3 separate regions of the Zea mays genome follow, and all the other regions are linked to region 3. A link is a contact called in public Hi-C data. All regions are on one chromosome and are shown on one strand. The core of a region is the stretch at or near the end of the contact, and the rest is flanking DNA. Distances in the headings are between cores, read along the strand shown. Region 1 holds the start of LOC100191912 (60S ribosomal protein L13a-like). Region 2 holds the start of LOC100284241. Region 3 holds the start of LOC103644020 (serine/threonine-protein kinase STE20).

The links. A called contact is a pair of places that touch in the nucleus more often than the background predicts.
Region 1: a Hi-C map of leaf shows a contact between it and region 3, with 5 times the contacts expected there. The contact joins the promoter of LOC100191912 here to the promoter of LOC103644020 in region 3. A contact is called at or near these places in 2 of 25 Hi-C or Micro-C datasets (endosperm and leaf).
Region 2: a contact with region 3 is called in a Hi-C map of leaf, with 2.6 times the contacts expected there. The contact joins the promoter of LOC100284241 here to the promoter of LOC103644020 in region 3. A contact is called at or near these places in 7 of 25 Hi-C or Micro-C datasets (bundle sheath, ear, leaf and 1 more).

What each region holds. Positions count from the first base shown.
Region 1 is chr1:284,458,166-284,462,595 of Zm-B73-REFERENCE-NAM-5.0, forward strand. It overlaps LOC100191912 (60S ribosomal protein L13a-like), which reads left to right and starts at 2,867. Exons shown (of 4, transcript NM_001137336.3): 1 at 2,867-3,191; 2 at 3,291-3,407; 3 at 3,504-3,591; 4 at 4,325-4,430. The coding sequence starts at 2,920. LOC111590702 (small nucleolar RNA R12) reads left to right here and starts at 3,898; the gene lies at 3,898-3,977.
Region 2 is chr1:284,564,568-284,569,093 of Zm-B73-REFERENCE-NAM-5.0, forward strand. It overlaps LOC100284241, which reads right to left and starts at 3,115. Exons shown (of 4, transcript NM_001157136.2): 1 at 2,706-3,115; 2 at 2,291-2,530; 3 at 2,132-2,165; 4 at 332-832. The coding sequence starts at 3,081. The coding sequence ends at 649.
Region 3 is chr1:284,309,541-284,314,091 of Zm-B73-REFERENCE-NAM-5.0, forward strand. It overlaps LOC103644020 (serine/threonine-protein kinase STE20), which reads left to right and starts at 2,156. Exons shown (of 18, transcript XM_008667209.3): 1 at 2,156-3,104; 2 at 3,216-3,304; 3 at 3,518-3,625; 4 at 3,765-3,872; 5 at 3,948-4,038; 6 at 4,139-4,191. The coding sequence starts at 2,270. LOC100192488 reads left to right here. Exons shown (of 13, transcript NM_001137708.1): 11 at 438-546; 12 at 756-812; 13 at 894-1,178. The coding sequence ends at 1,049.

The DNA of each region.
Region 1 (4,430 bases), core at 1,617-4,116, 150 kb after region 3:
CGTTTGAGAGAGGGAAAGGGTTGAAAGAGACCCGGTCTTTGTGACCACCTCAACGGGGAGTAGGTTTGCGAGAACCGAACCTCGGTAAAACAAATCCTTGTGTCTCACTTCTTATTCGCTCTCAATTTGTTTTGCGCCCTCTCTCTCGGACTCGTTTCTATTTCTAACGCTAACCCGACTTGTAGTTGTGATTAAGTTGTTAAATTTCAGATTCGCCCTATTCACCCCCCTCTAGGCGACTTTTAGTAGGTACACACACCCACCTAAGCTCGTGGTCCTCGACGAACGACGACATGCCTCGCAAAGTTGCCTGTAGAGGAAGGCCAACACTGCAGAAGCCCAGCTGTAACCTCCTGTCGTATCCCAGTCAGTCAGGCAAGGCAGAAACATCCATGATGCGTTGTCGCCTGTCGTGTCTGAAAAAAGAACTGAACCAAATAGGTGGAGAATCCAAGCTCGACAATGGTAGCCTACCGTCTGCTCTAGGTGGACACTCCCCAAAAACCTGCCTAAGCCAGGTGAGTGGGACTCCGGTGGTGTGGCTACCTCGTAGGTCATCAGGAAGCAGTCTCCCAAGGAAGGCCTCCACCCTCTGCCTCCAACCACCTGGTGCTGCCTGACCGGTCACTAGACGACCCAGAATGCTGAGACCAAGAATCTTCTGATAATCTTCCAGCGTCACGGTCATCTCACCGTAGGGAAGGTGGAAAGTATGAGTCTCTGGCCGCCACATATTGGAAGACAAACGAATATAAAATCATTAGTACGCAAATAGATGCGATCGACGTTATCCGGAGCCTCTAGCAGTTCATCATCATGTCCTTCTACGTATGCACCGGTGGAATGACTTAGACTGCTAAATTCATGTACTGCAGGGTCATGCTCGGGACACAAACGTCTTATGAGTTCAATTTCTTGCTCGGTCATTTCTTGAACCGGACGTTCATCATCAGAATCTAAGGCCCGTGCAGCCTCATATGGCTCCTCCTCATCCTCAATCTAAACATCAACACTATTTGATGCCATGCATATGTTGTTCATATTGTATGATACAAGCACATCAAGATAAGCATCATTATCTAGTTGTGGAGATCCTACATAGTGTCGAAGGAGGAAATACTACATTAAAAAGTCTAATCAAACGAAATAATGATGGATATGAACGTGTTAAAGACACTTACTAGGATGATCCTAAATTGGATCCTGGGTCAATGGGATCTCCTAGGGGGTACCACCAGATTTGAAGCCCCACAAACGTCGCGAACAGGACGAGAAATCTCATACTCGTTCGGGCCCAATTGAGCATCGGGCACAACAACCACTTCTTCCGGAAGCTCAGGCAAATGAGCTTCAATATGAGATGCATTTGGCATTTGTGGAGACAACCCGAATGGAGCATCGCAATGACTAAAAGATAACTTTCGAACAACCACATCCAAACATGGTGGAACAATCGTCTTCACAATTTTGACATATCTCACCCAATCATCTTCTGAGGCAATGGAGATCAACCGTCAGACAACTGTCTCAGATGTAATATGGGACAACAAACCCTGAATTTATATTATAGGTTCATTTAAATTGCAACTAATCTCCTCACAAGCTCGAGCGAAAATCTGGCCAAAAGATGGTCTTTCATCGGACATCATGGTCACGTTCTTCATACCATAAAAACTAACATTCCCATAAACATCTGTCTCCACGCTTCCTCTGTGGTATAGTGTCACTAGGGTGTCCATCTATTGCAAACATAGATTACTAACTCAATAATGCCTAGGTACTTACTACTGACTAAATACTTATGCATAAATACTTACTATGTAATAAATAAGTAATACCTACTTAGTAAATAATAATTATATAAATGACCACAACAAACAAAAATATATAATCTACGAATAATATACGACAACAAGGTATACCTGAGATCATAGATGAGTCAAACTCACGGTGGCGAAGGTCGAGTCCGACACCTATATACAAAAAATAATATTGTCAGTAAAAAATCGACAGCACCTTCCTATACGGTTGGTTTTCTATAACCTGCAAAAAACGACAGCTCACTAAATTAACAACTAAGTAGTAGGTAAATGCTAAACCCCAACCCTAAACCCTAAACTAAGTAAATGCCAATGTTAATTAACACTGAATACTCACTAACCCTTAACCCTAAACACTAACAACTAACTTAATTAAAAATGGCACATTGCATGAGAACTAATTACAACTAACTAACTTATAACTAACATCTAAACATTAACTAAACACTAACTAACTAATTAATATCAAATAAATACAAATAAATTAATTCAAAATTAGAAAACAATGTTACCTATCAATGGGGTCTGAGGGAGGGAGGGAGCAGGCGACACGGGCGGCGCGAGGCGCTGGGGCGGCTAGGGCGGCGGCGACGGTGCGAGATGGCGTCCGGAGGCGGTCCGGGCGGTGTCCGGCGCGACGCAGGGGAGGCTCGGGCGCTGGGGCGGCGCGACGCAGAGGAAGGACGGTCGACGGAAAGGAGAGGAAGGAGAAAGGAGCGGTGGCACGACGTTTAAGTCCTAGCTCGGCGCCAAGATCGGTGCCGCCGAGCTAGGTGCTACGGTGGCTGCCGTGTTAGCCAGCTCGGCGCCATAGCTCATGGCGACAAGCTTTGGATCCAAAACTACATTTAAGTGGTTTAGGGGTCTAAACGTAAATATGTTTCGAAAATAGGGCTGAAAAACAAAAAAATCGGAAAGATGGCCTAAAAGCGTTTGTTGGGCCTTTCTAAAGAGAACCGTAGCTACGGCCTGGCCCAATAACGAACCCTGATCCTTGATCTCTATAAATTAGAAACCCTAGCACCCCGCGTCACCTTCACCCACCTCCGCCAGCCACTCCAAACACTTGCGCCGCCGCTGCCTCACAGGTAAGGCCGCCATGGTCTCCGGTTCGGGCGTGTGCGCGAAGCGCATCGTGGTCGACGCGCGCCACCACATGCTGGGCCGTCTCTCCTCGATCATAGCCAAGGAGCTGCTCAATGGGCAGAAGGTGGTCGTCGTCCGCTGCGAGGAGATCTGCATGTCGGGCGGCCTCGTCCGTCAGAAGATGAAGTACCTCCGCTTCCTCCGCAAGCGGATGAACACCAAGCCGTCCCACGGGCCCATCCACTTCCGCGCCCCCGCCAAGATCCTGTGGCGCACCATCCGCGGGTATGTCAGCAACGCCACGCCGCCCGGATCCGTCTGATTTCTTCCTTGCGACGTGCTTTGTGGCTTGTGAGGCTTATGTTTGCTGTGGCTGATTTGCAGGATGATTCCGCACAAGACCAAGAGGGGGGAGGCGGCTCTGGCGAGGCTCAAGACGTACGAGGGCGTCCCGCCGCCGTACGACAAGACCAAGCGTATGGTCATCCCTGACGCTCTTAAGTACGTGTTTCCATCCGTATTTGGGATTTATCTGATTGCAGGCAGATCTTGCTTTGTGACATTCGTGTCTGATGCTATTCTTGTTGTGGTTCTTAGGGTTCTGAGGCTACAGCCTGGACACAAGTACTGCCTCCTCGGCGAGCTCTCTAAGGAGGTCGGGTGGAACTACCATGACACCATCAGGGTAAGCGTTTTCCCACTCTTGTTCGTATGTAGCTTCCTGCTAGTTAGAGCTGGTAACTAATTAGTATCCCGATTGTAATTGGAAACGAATGGTTTTCCCTTTTCTTACATAATATTATGGTTGGTCTGTTGATTAAGGCATTACTGGAAATTCTAGTTTCGTCTGTGCTGAACATCTTCATTGATTTAGTTTCGTCTGCGCTGGACATCTTTTATTATTGAGAAATTCTTCATATTTGTTGTTGAATTCTTGTTGCTAAATAGTCATTTATATGTTGGCGGAGGTATTATGCTGAGCTGTGCATGATTCTGGATGATGAAGAAAAATCAATCGGATTCCCATTGATTTTACAATATGATTTTAACAACCAGCTACTTCTGACAAATCATGCCACATCAGAATATACTTGCCTCTGGTCTGGCGGTCATGGCTCACTATTTGATACATACATTTGTTTTGTTGATACACCATTTTAACATCATTGTATCATTTTAACACCATTTTAACATCATTAGATCGTTACTGTGATTCTCCTATGATGTGATCAAAATATTTGCTACTCTTGCTGGATGTTCCCATTACATTTCAATTAGAAAAAAGAGAGTCTTTATGTGAGCGCCTAAAGGCGGCAGTAGCAGTTGCTAATGTTTTCATGGCCTTTTTCTTTCACACTGGAATTGTATCCTACCAAGTTCTGATAGCTGACTGCACTTGCCCTTGTCCGCTCTATCAGGAACTTGAGGAGAAGAGGAAGGAGAAGGCCAAGGTTGCCTACGAGAGGAAGAAGCAATTGGCCAAGCTGCGTGTCAAGGCCGAGAAGGCAGCCGAGGAGAAGTTGG
Region 2 (4,526 bases), core at 1,865-4,364, 260 kb after region 3:
TTTCTGAAGAAAACGGTGGCGTCAGATTTTGGCTGCCACGACTGCTACCAAGTGGCCGAGTGCACCATCCCCTGGGCTGGTGGAGTAAGTGAAAGGCCGGAATGGGCCCGTGGGCCGGCTTGCGACAGCGTTTCTCTGGGCTTCTCGCCGTCGTCGTCTCCTGTAGCAAACCAAAGAAACCACGTTTTGTTTTGCTGCCTTGCTGCTGGTACAGGACAGGAGCACGATTCACCAATCACACCTGCAGATGAACCACTCTCAGGCTCTCAGCTATCGCCATCGCCACCAGCAGATGAACCACTCTCCATCAGGGCAAGGGAAACAACACGGCTCATGAGCAACATCAGCCACAAGTCAGGCAGTGCGAAGCTTAGCGCATCAACCCTAAACAAAGACCGATGAAACAATGAGCACACATGTCCAAGAAGTCAACACAGCATCCCTCCCTCCCTAGAACCTAAGATTTACAGGGGCCTCACACTGCCAAGCTCTCCTCCACCGGTGGAAGGCAGTGCAGTGCGCCCATCGTCACAAGGTTCTCTCCTGCCTGCCACTGCCACTAGAGGAGAAAAGAAAAGGGCTAAGGAACAAGACACCCCAACAACAGCAAGCGGCAGCGGGGAGCGGCGTCTCGTCCTCACACGATCATCACGCGCCGAGGTAGTAGAGAGCGACGAGCGAGCAGCAGGCCAGGATCAGCAGCCGCCCAGCGCCAGCCATCGGGAGGACGACGCCGGCGGCAGCGCTGTTGTCGTTGAGGGCCGACGGACCCATCGCTGGAGGGCTGTACACGCCGGCCGAACCGCTGCTGCTGCTCGTCGTCGCAGCAGCACTGCATAACACAGGTGGTGAACACGAAGAACAGTCAAGCTCAGAGTTACGGTCGATGATGACAAGCAGCTGCGTAGCATAGGTAAACACTAAACACAGATGCACACGAACAGTCGCAGCCCAGAGTTACGGCGACAAAGTCACATTGCTTTGACTTAATAATCCCTATGCTCGTGGAAAATCAAATCAAGGCACATATGCAGATGATATGGGATATGCGCGCGTTAATGCTACCCCGGCTCTCTTTGCCACACCAGTACTGTACTACTTTTCAATAATCACGCTTCCAAATTCGGTGTGTCTAAACATTCCACAAGTGGCGTTTGGTTGTTCATTGGATGCCCTGGATTGCATTTTTACAGACAGGTACCAAAGGGGTATTCTTGCGGCTGCAGACCGTTGGCCCCAGCAGAGAGAAAGGGGCCAGAACACCAGAACAAATGCAAGAACCCACTTTGAACTTTGGAGAGTACTACACACACGTCTAGCGACCTGGTAATATTCCAGCACCCTATGAACAACCACTACCCCCCCCCCCTTTCCAGTAGGTTTGAAAGGAGTCAGGAAGGAATGAATAATGGGGAGAACCTACGCGCCAAGTCACAAACGAACGCACAGGCGAAAAGTGACAGCAAAAGGGGCCGGCCGGTTCGTCTAGCTGCGAGACGGAACCAGAAGGGTACAGGATTCCCCTAAAAAGACCCCATGAATACACAGTTGTTCATCGATGCAGCCAAATGTGGGGGGAAAAAAAGGAGAGAGAGAAACGTATCCCCCCGCGGCCACGCGCAAACCACCTTTTTATTCCTCCAGGATTTTTCCAACCCCAAAGAACAAGTGAACAACACACGGCCGCCCACCGGATGGTACCGCGTCGCTTTGATTTGAAAGGCTCCAAATCTATAGCACGCACTAGGACCAGGGCACCAGGCTTAGGGGTTAAGCCTTTCTAAAGATGGGCGGCGACGGCGAGCCGAGCTGGAGATATCTTCAGGTTGTCCAGACTCCAGAGAGTTGCTACTGCAAGATGCGGCATTTCCCGGAACCAATACCTATCGTCTTTCAATCAGTTGAGTTAAAAATGTTAAATGGGTTGGGAAATATCCGATGGCTTTTTTTGCTTTCATTGGTAAATAAGCCAGTTCAGTTTCGTGCTCGTGGCAAGAAATGCTAGCGCTAGCAACAAACGACAGCATGTCATGCCCTCTATATATCTCTAGTTCTCTACTACTAATTATATCTGTCTGTCAACAAAATCGAGAAAGGAGTGCGAGAAGTGGCAATGCCGTGCAAGGATTACCTTGGGGTCGCAGGGTACGTGCAGCCATTGGCGCCTGCAGCCACGAGAGAGAGACAGTGTGAGGGGGAGTCAAAACGCGGCGTCAGGAAGGAACCCCAACCGAGCGTCCGAAAAAACGAGCTGCGCGTGCGCGTGCGCGTGCGCGTGCGGTTGACTCACTCGGGTCGACGTTGCTGAGCGCGGCGGTGCCGGAGAAGACGCAGGCCTGCGGGTTCTGGCCGTTGCGCTGGTAGAAGCTGTTGGCGGCGTAGGAGCAGTGGGCCTTGACGGTGTCCGGGGCGAAGCAGGCGCCGCTCTGCAGGATGGGCTTGCAGTCGGCGCCGCCGCCGCACGCGTAGTCCAGCGTCTTCTGCAGCGCGCTGTCCGCCAGGTCCGACCGGCACACGCACCACGCGCCGTCTTCCGGGTTCCAGGGACGGCCACGAGAGACAATAATGACAGCCAGCGGCGGCGGGAGACGAGTTTCAGAAAGAAAGAAAAAAAAGGATTGCGAGAGGATGGAAACCCACCCACGGCGTGTGGCTATAAAATCAGCGAGAGAGGAAGAGGAGGGAGGGAGGGGCGCGTAACACACCTGAGCGGCCGGCGAGCGCCGCCGTGGCCACCGCCACCAGCATGAAGAGGCGAGCTGTGTCGGCCATGGATGCTGTGGATGTGAGGCGGCAGGCGACGGCGGTGAACAGGCTCAAGGTACCCCTACAGTGCGGCCGGCGACGAGCCTTGTACAACTCTCTCTCTCTCTCTCGCAGTCTCGCTTCCCTTGAAGCCTTGAACTCAAGTGACGAGGAGGAGGATTTAAATGCAGCAGCTTGGACAGCGCCCAGTTCTGTGGGTGGCGTGTCCCGTAGCATCGGGACGGGAGGGACGCAGTGCACTCCGTTCCAACGCAGCCGCTGCGCACCCTGTCCAGCGGACCAGCGCCAGTGCCAGAAGGCAGTGTGGCTTTTCATGAACGGTCAAAAAAACGCATGGCCAGTGCCTGCCTGTGGGGCTGGCTGGGTCATGGCATTGGCATGGCAATATGGCAGACACGCTGGCCAGTGCTGTACCACTGCGCGACGGGGTCCACCAGGGCCGCAGTAAATGCGATCAGTACTGTAGGAGTATTTTATTTTAAGAAACAACAGTACTCTGTGTGACAGTGTGAGTAGGCCTGGGCATTCGGTTCTTCGGTTCGGTTCGGTTCGGTTCGGTTCCTCGGTTCTTGTAGAAATTCGGTTCTTCAAAAACTAGAACCGAAATAGCAAGATAAAGAAATCAGAACCGACTAGTTCGGTTCTCGGTTCTTCGGTTCGGTTCCTTGGTTCTAACCGAACTGTAACAGCCACTCTAAAATTATGAATAACGACAACTTTTGTGAGAAATTTCAGCAACATCTCCCCACAAACAACAACAAGTGCACAATGACTATAATTTCATAGATAATACATGGATGATTAGAGATTCAACATAAGTCAATAACACAACATCCGAAGTTACAAACACATGTAACAAATTGAATCTAATACTTTTGGGTTTTTCGGTTCTTTCGGTTCTTTGGAGTGCAGAACCGAAAATATCTCATTTATTTCGGTTCTCAAAAAACCAGAACCGAAATTCATAACGGTTCCTTCGGTTCGGTTAGTTCGGTTCCGGTTCTCGGTTATTTCGGTTCGGTTCCTCGGTTCCGGTTCTTTTTGCCCAGGCCTAAGTGTGAGGACTCCGGACACTACAGATTTTGTGGTGGCTGAAAGCCTGAAACCCAAACCAACAAACATGCCCCAGCCCCAGGTCTATGTAAGCAATCCCTAAATGCACCAATGGTTAATAAACCACCTTGAAATGTTTGATGCACATCTAAATAAATTTCCAATTTTTATGGCAACAACTTCTATGTAAGCAATCCCTAAATGCAAGCGTGTATGACTCTTGATATGTTAAATCATGATCTAACCATGTCACGTTTAACACTTAAACTCTTCCACCACCGGCTCAAGTAGCTTTAAAAAATCTCTAACAAACCACAATACAACTATGGTTGGATCATGTTATAAAGAATCAAAGGATCGCTTGCACCTTTGTACCTAAGTACTACTAGCATAGCAGTCGATAGTGTTAAGTAGGTTAAGTTACCTCCGTAGTATGTTAGGTTATCTGTCCGAGTACTGGTAGTCTCGGCAAGAAGAAACACAAGCAACATGCAAAAAGAGTTGCGCTTATGTTTTTTGCGGGGCCGTGGTCGACAGTTCATTTCAGTAGAGCACAAACTAGGATGCGTAAAATGAGCATTCAGCCTTTTAAACTCACGAATTTCTCTCCTTCGTAGGTCAATATGTGCATCGCCATATGCTATCTGCTGTAAAACTGTCTCAGGTAGATAGGGTAAAATAGGGGACTGGAACTGTAGATTACACTT
Region 3 (4,551 bases), core at 906-3,405:
TTGGTTTGGCTTTTGCCCCATATAAGCCAAAAGCCAAAGCCAAACCAAAAGGTTGGATCCAGGAAGCAGTTTTTTTTGTAAAAGCCGACTTTTTCGCAGTGCAAAACTGAAAGCACCCCTGGACCTGCTTTTAGTGGCTTTCGGATAGAACTGTGAAAACATATATCGAAAAACTTTTAACGGCTTTTAGTGGTTTCCACCAAACGGTTTTTAGTTTTTTAACAGCTCACAGGCCATAACAACTTTTTTCACAGCTTACAACCCACAACTTTTTTCACAACCACAGCCCAACCAAACAGATCCTAAGATTGATCCAAATAATATGATGTAGTGAACTTTGACTACCCAAATTACATGTTTAGATAATGTTCATGGATTTCATAAAACTGTGCACTGTATTTTGGCTATATATTATGAAGTTTACTGTGTTCTTTCAGGTACGTCCTATCTTGTGGGAAAGATTCTCGTGTCAAGTTATGGGAAGTTGGCACTGGACGACTTGTGAAGCAATATGCAGGAGCAATTCGCAGACAATTTCGTTGTCAGGTTAGATTCTCCGTGTTTTTGTAAGATTATCATTTTTTCTGATTTAAATTTACTCGTGTGTCATACATATTCTTTTTTACCCAAAGTTTAGGAAACAAAATATTGCATTTTTAATCCGGAAATAGCCTGGCTTGAGCTTCTAAGGATAACAACGTACCTAACTTCTATGATAAACGATAAATATGATAATAACTGTTCTTACTATCCAGGCTGTCTTCAATGAAACCGAGGAATTTGTGCTATCAGTTGATGAACAAAACAATGAGGTAAATCTCAATTTCAGAACAGTATATGTATTTGTAGTTCAGCAGGGAAATAGAGCTTAACTATGATATGTCACTCTTCAGGTTGTCGTCTGGGATGCACTTACTGCTGAAAAGGTTACAAGATTGCCTTCTGGCAGCACTGGTGCTCCTAGATGGCTCGACCATTCCCCAGTTGAGCCAGTTTTTGTTAGTTGTGGAAACGATAGATCGATCAAATTCTGGAAACAAACCGTATAAGCTTGTAGATTCAACCACGCAAATCAAAAGAGTATGTTTTCAGTATTACTGTTTCAGGAGGAATGTGCTAGTGTAACTTTAGTTGTATATGGGAGAAATTTGCATAAGCGATTTTTTTTTGAAACTGCATAAGCAATTGTTTGACCTAATAGCAAATCCCAATCAGATGTTTTTTTTTGGTTCTGCAGATGCCAGTTATATGAACCATTGACCTGATTTTTATTGGTCAGCCTCCTTTCGATGTTCTGTTATTTTTATCCCATTGTGGATTGCGGGATATTTCGGTCGCGTTTAGTTTCATTAGTTTTAAGACTAAAGTTAAGTCCATATCGTGTTTGGTTGTATGGACTAAACATATTCTAAATATATTAAATGTAACATATAAAGACAAAAATACACTTTTTAGTGTTTTCTATGTATGACGTCAGTTTTCTAGTCACAGACAATTAGCGTAAATGTTGCTTTTTAGTCACTTTTAGCACCCATGTGAGGGACTAAAGACTAAAACCAATTAGTCTTTACTTTAGTCCTTCCGTTTGGTAAAATAAGGACTAAACAAGATTAAAAATTAGAAAACAAGATTAAAAATTAGAGATTAAAGATTAGTCCCTCTAATCAAATATGGCCTTCTTCTTAGGATGTAATGTGTAAATTGTAATGATGGTTTCACCCTACCACGTGTGATGTGGAAACATATATGCCAATAAAGACTAGTTTGGAAGCCAGAAAACCGCAGGGGATTGAAAGGGCTAGAACGCTCTACTCCTCCAATTCCAACTAGACCCGGAGAGGATTAAAGAGGCTAAAATTCACTCCTTATTCAATTTTAAATAAGAAGGTGATTTTAAGCCCTTCAATACCCTCCGGATTTTAGACTTTCCCTAAACGTTCTACCATCCAACATCTTCCCACCGGTAACTAGCTCTAAACGTTCTCCCACATCGTTGCATTGTTTTTTTTTTCAAAATGATCTCGTGTGCAACCGTACAAATGCAACTGAGAGGAGGGAAATGCGAGACCCTTCAGTCCTCGAAGCTCTCTGGACTGTGGGTGATTGGGTGTGGTCGTGTGGGCCTAAAATGGGATGGCCCATCCAAGCCCGACCCGTATTTGCCAGATTCGAGTGAACTGGATCCAACTAAACAAACAATTTTCCCCATTTGCCATTCCCGACGAGCACCTTCACCGTCTCCTCCCAGTCCCACCTCGCGTGGCACGCCATGGCTTTCTCCCCGCGCTCGCCGTGGTCGCGTGCCAAGAAAACCGACGTCTACTCAACCTTCGTTGTCCACGGCGATGACGATGAAGACGACGCCCGCGGCGGCAGGGGCCCCTCCACGCGGGCGGAGGAAGACGAGGAGGAAGACCCCTCCTCGCTGCCTCCGCTTCTTCAGCGGCTCCCCAAGGACTTTGGCGGCGCCTCGTTCGACGACGACGAGGACCCCTACTCCTCCGACCCTGACGATGCTTCCCTCTCTGCCACGGCGGCCTTCAAGAGCGGCGTCCCGGCCTCCGGTCGATCTCCGTTCCTGGATCTGCGGCGCTCAAGCCCCCGCGCTACCGATGACGACCCGTACTCTACCTTCGTCGTTCATTCCACCACACGCTCGGGGAGAACCTCCTCCAGCCCTCGCGGGTCCGCCTCCGGCACATTCATCCGTCGCTCGGGTGGCTCGTCTAGCCCTCGCGAGTCCGTCTCTGGCACATTCATCCGCCGGACCGGCAGCCCGTCGAGCCCCGGGAAGTCAGCCTCCGGCACATTCATCCGCCGGCCAGGGAGCCCGTCGAGCCCCCGCGGGTCGTTCTCTGGCACCTTCATTCGCCACACCAGCGGGGGCTCCAGTTCCCATGAATCTGCCTCTGGCGGCGGCGGGGGTTTCGGGTCCTCTTTCTGGACTCCAGCGGTGGAGCAGTCAGAGGAGCTCCGGCAGCCATCGCCTCTGATGCAGCAACAACAGCAACAACATTCAAGGCGGAAGCCATCGGTCAGCTCGGTGCCAGACAGTGTTACCAGGGAGGATCCTTCCACCAAGTACGAGCTGCTCCATGAGCTTGGTGCGACTCTTGCTCTGGAATTATTATTTCATTAGTTCTTTATATGTCTTTTTGTATAATGCCTGAAATTTTGAGCTATTTTGCGCAATGCAAATTCAATTGGAAATGCAGGGAAAGGTTCATATGGTGCAGTGTACAAAGCAAGGGATCTCAGAACGCAGGAGCTTGTGGCTGTCAAGATCATCTCATTAACAGAAGGGGTTAGTTTCTAGCTTCTTATTACAAAGTTCTGTGAATATTCCGGAAGGCTACCCAAGACATATTTCATATTTGGCAACCATATTGCTTTTGTTGTGAGCATTTTGTTTGCATGGGCTTAATTGTGGGAGAATCTCATAAATGTGGTTGCTTTCTGATTTCTGAGTCCTTGCATTTTTGTCTTTAAAATATAAGCATGTATCTCTGGCATTCAGGAAGAAGGCTATGAAGACATACGGGGAGAAATTGAGATGCTGCAGCAATGCAGCCATCCAAATGTTGTCCGCTACTTTGGAAGCTACCAAGGAGAGGAGTACCTATGGGTATAAATAATCAAATAGCCTGCTTGTATCCATTTTATTAATATTAGGAACTAGCCAAACTTTTCTATCATTGTGAGATTTATCTAGTTGTCAACTCATTTAACATGATCTTGATGCAAATGTGATTCTCAACCTACAGATAATTATGGAATACTGTGGTGGTGGAAGTGTTGCTGACTTGATAGGCATCACAGAGGAGCCTCTTGATGAATCCCAAATAGCTTACATTTGTAGAGAAGCACTAAAGGTTCTAACACCACATTTGTGGGGCAATTAAATGTCTTCGGATATTTAACTTTTGTGTGCTTATTTTCTTCTCCAGGGCCTTGCTTACCTGCACTCCATTTTTAAAGTTCACAGAGATATTAAGGGGGGCAACATCCTTCTAACTGAGCAAGGCGAGGTGAAGTTGGGTAAGCACATTTGTTTGTTCATTTTTTTCATTTTGTTGGCACTTGATATTTCTGCATGTCTTGACTTCTGTGTTTGACATGCTCAACAATGTACAAACAGGTGATTTTGGTGTAGCTGCCCAGCTGACAAGAACCATGTCAAAGCGCAACACGGTATTCTTAACAGTGTTTCTTTTGCTACTTCAAATTCCAAAGTTCAAGAAACTTCACATCGATGTGACAAACAAAATGAAGTGCAGATGAAACTTGTCAATGCCAGTTTACTATAAGATGCCCCATTTGTGCTTGTGCATGGTTCTTTAATATGATGATACTTTGATGAGAACTTGAAACAAGTTCGTGTTGGAAAATGATCGATGTGAAGTCCTAGCTATTTCTGTTAAGTGTTATATTGAAAAATAGGAATGTGTATATTTCATATATAATATATCTTGCTCAATTCTTCCTTGGCATTCTTCTGTTTTTCGAAACCCATTCGTGACAGCCTCTAGTCCCCAAATATCCCATTATGAG